Linked DNA regions of Zea mays: region 2 is linked to region 1. A link is a contact called in public Hi-C data. All regions are on one chromosome and are shown on one strand. Each heading gives the region's core, a stretch centred on a gene start, on an enhancer-like site or on the middle of the called end of the contact. The rest is flanking DNA. Distances are from core to core; before and after follow the strand shown.

What was found. A called contact is a pair of places that touch in the nucleus more often than the background predicts.
Region 2: a Hi-C map of bundle sheath shows a contact between it and region 1, with 3 times the contacts expected there. The contact joins the promoter of LOC100382238 here to the promoter of LOC103652964 in region 1. A contact is called at or near these places in 3 of 25 Hi-C or Micro-C datasets (bundle sheath, ear and endosperm).

The regions. Positions count from the first base shown.
Region 1 is chr9:117,793,683-117,796,639 of Zm-B73-REFERENCE-NAM-5.0, reverse strand. LOC103652964 reads left to right here and starts at 1,346. Exons shown (of 5, transcript XM_020544483.2): 1 at 1,346-2,222; 2 at 2,862-2,957. The coding sequence starts at 1,983.
Region 2 is chr9:118,101,824-118,104,648 of Zm-B73-REFERENCE-NAM-5.0, reverse strand. LOC100382238 reads right to left here and starts at 1,415. Exons shown (of 1, transcript NM_001357017.1): 1 at 416-1,415. The coding sequence starts at 1,342. The coding sequence ends at 725.

The DNA.
Region 1 (2,957 bases), core at 97-2,596:
CATCTCATTTGACATGGATCTAACCATAATGAGGTGGACCGATGATTTTTTCACAAAAATGAACTCGTTCTAGAGGCTCGCCCGCTACCCTACTAATGCTAAGCAGATGACTAAAACCTAATTCCATCAGGTTATGGTAGCCCATAGACTAAAACCTAATTCAAGTGGTCTGGCAGGCCATCCCGTGTTGCAAACCAAACATACCATTAGTTTTCCCTGAAAACTATCGAGTAAAAATTGCATAAAGCAGGAGAAATATATTTATAAAATGTTTGTCATAAAAATTTTGATTTAAATATTTGGTATTTTGGATGAAATAATTTGTTTTAAAACTAATTACCTCTGACTAACCGTTAGAGCATCTCCAACATATTCTAATACTTCTAATTCAAATCCTTAATTTAAGATTTTTTTAAAAAACAGTCACCCAACAGTACCAGCTGTCCTATCTACTCACACACGAAAAAACACCTATGCCATGCGGAGATTTCTGTAGGTGCGTGTCCGTGGAACAACAACGATTCTGAGATAGTTCCATGTGGCAAGCTTCGCCAGTGAGCAACCATCTCCAAGGACACGCTGTACGTGGCCAAACTCGGGGCTCTCGTGCCGTGCTCGGCCGTCGGGTGGTCGATGGCGGGGTGGCACAACATTGTGGCTGTCGAGTGGTCGACGGCGGGGTGGCGGCCGTCGAGCACAACACGACGTTCAACATCGCCGTCGTTGTGTTCTACCTTGATTGCCGCCACACCAAAGTCGTTGACTCGAATAGTAACTGCACCAGTGCGTCCGTCGACATCTACGCCAACACCCATCAGTCCGCGGAGCCCTTGCACGGTTAGAAGAGCTGAACTCTGACAAGCCACGTGTTATCTTGGCAAAATAATTGGGAACGGTTAGAGAATGCAGTGTTTGCTAGGTTCAAAAACTTTCGAGGAGATGTCAATCTAAACATACTGGGAGGTTAAATATTAGGTACTCTTGTAAATGCTCTTATGTAACTAAAAATAAAGGAGTACCGATGGGAGTGAGTAGATGAATTAACAAGACCTCTATACTCCAGATCCTATTGGTTCTTAAAAACTTGACAATATTAGCTAAACTCTTGGACAAAAGTGTTCGCATCTCGTTTTCCCAATGGCTACCTATTACTAACTCGTCATTATATTTATTCATAGCTGAAAATTCACTTGAATAGAGGTAATACATAGATTTATGTCACATAACTATTTCTACACGATTCTTGTTTTCTTTCCTGAATAACTGTTAGGACTAGCCCTAAAACATCACAACATAACAGTACATTATATTGTAAAATACTGAAATAAAGGGTTAAAACATGTCATTTACAAGCCGTGTTTGATATGCCTTGACTTCCGCATCGTGTGAGTGCACTGGCTTCACATGAACGGCGACACGGCGTCGCCGCGCAGGCACAGAAGGAGGTCCCCTGCGGCTGCGGTCACTGTGCATGGTCGAATTTGCCCCTTTGCTCTCATCCCTGGCCTGCCAGGACAAGTCGAGACGAGACATCATCCCCTCTCTCCCCATCTCTCGACCCGACCTCCCTCGCCGTCTCTGCTGTGCCCTGCCCCTGTCCCTGCTCACCCAGCTGCGATCTCTCTCCCTCTCGCTGAATCCCTGAATTTCTCTCTCTCCGCCTCCGCCCCACCTCGGATCGGGTCCAAGCCGCGGAGCCCACTCCGCTGACCCAGCCCCCAGACCCCCAATCGAGCCCGACCGGAGCCCGTCGATTCCACCGGATTCGAGCTCCCGCCGGGTGAGGCGGTTCGCCCGAATCGACCGATTGGACTCGAATTCGGGTGTCCCGGATGCGCGCAGAGCGGAGGCTCGCGGATCTAGGGTTTCGGAGGGCCTAGGGTTAGTGCCGGCGATCTGGTGATGGTGGCGCGGCGCGGCGCCGGAGCTCGGCGAGGAAGAGGGTTCGACGGCGACGTTGGGGAAGATGCAGCGAGCCGGATATGCATGGGTGGCGCGGCGCTGAGGGTTGCGACGTCAGGAGGCAGCGTCTCGTTCGGCTCATGTGGCCAGCGGCACGCGTAGAGGCAGAAGCTCCACCACCACCTGCACAAGGACCAGCTACTTCTCCTTCTGGCTCATCTGTCCCCCCGTCTCGGACGACTTCTCTTCCGCCGGAATCGGCGGCGCAGCAGGAGTGCATCGATCCCCCTCGCCCAGTGTCACCCGGTTCCTTTGTAAAGGTGCGTCTTTGTTGGGTATTACTTGCTTGCTAAACTTTGTGGGTTTAGACTGACTGAGGTTGCTAACCCTTTTTCTCCCTGCTTGGACTTGTACAATACCTGCTATATGAAGCTTCTGCAGTAGTAGATAACTAGATTGCTCATGTGGCGGAGGCGTCGAGGTTTTTGGTCCAGTAAACTGTTGAGTTTGGATGTACTACTACGGACTGCAATCATGCTAATATGTAAATATTGGCATGGAGTTCTTTTTGCATCATTGCATCGAATTCTGTGAACAGGCTCTCTTTCAAATTGGCAATTTTGTTACGCCATATGAAAGGATCTTCTATTTAATTTTTCTCTGAAATGACGCCTTGCATCGAATTAATCCGGTGAATAACGTTCAAGGGTTAACAAATTACTTAGTTTCCTATTGCAGCTGTATTTTTACTTTATGCAAATGATGCAAGGCAGACCTTGCTTGTGCTGGACTGCTGGTGTTCATTTCAATAACACATTTGCCCGCTGCTTGTTTGATTGCTAACATAATGAGCACTGTGACTGTGAGGTTGTAATTGTTGAACTTGTACCTAACTAACAAGAGAATGGAACAAGATGCTGGTCATTGGATGACTTTTTAACAAGCTGTTTAATTTTCAGGACGGTCGTGAGATTAGAGTAGGCGATTGTGCTCTTTTTCGGGCTGTTGATGTTCCTCCGTTCATTGGATTGATACGTTGGATTGAGAAAAAGGAA
Region 2 (2,825 bases), core at 166-2,665, 310 kb before region 1:
TGAGATTTAGTAACCATTGCTCAAATATATGATGCACACCTGCACAAACAAAACACACAGAACCAGACCAGCAGCTCGTCTAAAATCCTGACGCGAGAAAAGAATGAACCGCACAGTGTTTCTTTTTTCCTCTTCATTCTCAAGTTACTCAGCAAATTCAGGTGCAGCAACGAAATTAACCATGCATACTCATCACCAGTGAACAGCTGCTAAGAAGACATGAGTGGAACTAATTAGATGAAGGACAATTGACCAGTCAGTGATCCTGTAGCGCTAGCAACACTAGGCTTTACCTTGCATTTGTACTGCAAACAAACTACGCAATGGATCAGGATCACATGCAAGAAGATTACTACTACTTGCAAACATGCAACGCGAACATGCAATGCAAAGATATATGAGAAGCAGCAATTCTAAGGAATCATTCCACTCGCGTAAAGCTGAAATTAACCAAATTCTGGAAGAAGCAAAGATGAAAGGAATGAATCTAGGAGATGAAAGGAATGAATCTAGGAGATGAAGGAGAGGTTATTACAGGTCGCCACCCTGGCAACGCGACACCTGATTCAAGCTGACCCGACCCCTCCTCTCCTCCTCTCGTCCAGTCCAAATCCATCCACGATCAGATTTAATTCAGAGAGACCATTTCCCAGAGAAGTGAAATAACAGAAAAACGCCCAAAACTTGCTGCTGCGTTTCTCCCCTTGCCGATTCCGGCCGCCCGCTACTCCGACGGCGGCGGGGGTGCGGAACTGGAGGTGCTGGCCTCGGCGACGGACTTGAGCTTCTGGAGGTTGAGCCTGATGACGGTGTCGGCGAAGAGGCGGGTGTCGTCCTCGGTGTTGCCGTCGGGGACGTCGACGGCGTAGGACTCGAGCACGACGGTGCAGATCCCGGGGCCCGCGAGCTCGGAGACGGTGGTGACGGAGCGGTAGTTCCGGAGGCGGTGCTCGCCCCCGGTGATGGAGAAGCCGAACACCCTGGCGGCGTCGTCGAGGTGGTCCAGGCGCTCGGTGCTGGTGCTGGCGGGGAGGCCCGAGATGACGCACACCTCGCGGAGGCGGCCGGGGCGGAGGGCGTCGCCGGCGTCCGGGTCCGGCCGGACCGCGCAGCTGCGGATGAAGTGCTTGTACACCTGCGGGCAGTCGAAGCGGCGGACGATGGCCCAGACGGCGGCCGGCGGCGCGTGGATGCGCTGCGCCAGCAGCGAGGAGCATTGGCCCTCCCCCACGGCGTAGCGGTGGTGCGCGTCCACCGTCGGACGCAGCTGCTCGTACTCCGCCGCCGTCAGCCCCAGCCCCGCCGGCACCTCCACGTCCCCGCCCGCACCCTGCTGGTCCATCGCCTTCGGATCGATTGGATTCGCTGAGATGCTTAGGGAAGGGAAGGGAGAGGAGAAATGGTGAGCTGGAGCGCGAGTACACAGCAAGCGAGATGGGGAATTGGGAGTTGGGCTTTTATCCCTCGCGCCCATCAGGCCATGTAGCCGGCTGCCTGTTGCGGTACTGCATTTTATATTAGACCATTCTTTTTGTTGCATTATTTCTAATACTACCATATCATCAAGACGAGATAAAATAAAAAATAAAACATACACTCTTAATACAAAGTTTCCTTTCACGATTATATAGGTTACAATATCAATTAAATGTTGCATCTAAATAACCAATATAAATGCATAAAATAAATAGAGATGAAACGATTTATTCTAAATGGTGGTTTCATGTGTTTTTCAATGTCTTGGAAATGAGTTCACATAGTTTCATAGTGATGAAACTATTTTCATCAATTTCATAATAAATAGGGTGCCATATCATCTAAAAATATGATGTGCCACTCTAATTATTGTATGAAACTTCTTGTGAAACTATGCATTGAGAATGACCTTAGGGCGTGTTAGATTTGCCTTGTTTAGGTCGTAGCCTCCTAGTCGAAATCAGGCGCCTAAATTGTTGTCCAGATCAGACTTCATCAGGAGACTAGGAGAGAACCAAATAAGCCCAATAGAAGTGCAACATGTCTCAATTTATCATAAACATACCGGCTTAGACTATTGTATATGGAGCGTCAGGCTCGAGGGTAGGGTAAAGGGGCGGTCGCCCCGAATCCCTAAATCAAATCTATAGTGTCCGACCCTAGCTATATATTTAGTAGTCAAACAACTAGTATATGACTCAGTGAAAGCGAAATGTGCCCTTGGGTCATTTTTATATTGTTTTGGTGATTAAATGCACACCACATTATGTTTATACTAACATGAGAAATGAGCAAATGTACACGAAGTAAATTGAGCTTGGAAGAGGACACAATATAAATCTATATGGGACCAAGTGAAAAATGTAAGCTCTGGACACTTAGTCAATTGTTTTGTGAACTAATCCTATTTGTCTAAGTGCCAGGGACTTTATGAAGTCAAAACAAAAGGATCAAAAGAGAATAAGATTGAAAAAATGAGAAGTTGGGCTAGAGTGCGTAGCACTGGACAGTCCGGTGTGCACCGCACAGTCCGATGCACGATCCGGCCAACTGGCTGCTCTCGGGAATTTCAGCCTACATCGGCTATAATTCATCGAACCGTTCGCGCAGAATGTCGGACAGTCCGGTGTGCCAGCTAGCCAACGACTACCTGCCACGTCGACCGAGGGACAACGGTCACTTGGAGCGCAGGACAGTCCGGTGCACCCGCGGACAGAAGGCAACCAAAGCCTACCAAATGGAGCTCCAATGGCTCCTAGGTCCCTTGGGGCTATAAAAGGGACCCCTAAGCGCATGGAAACTACACCAAGCATCCTTTGAACATCCTAAGACACCGAGACACTACGATC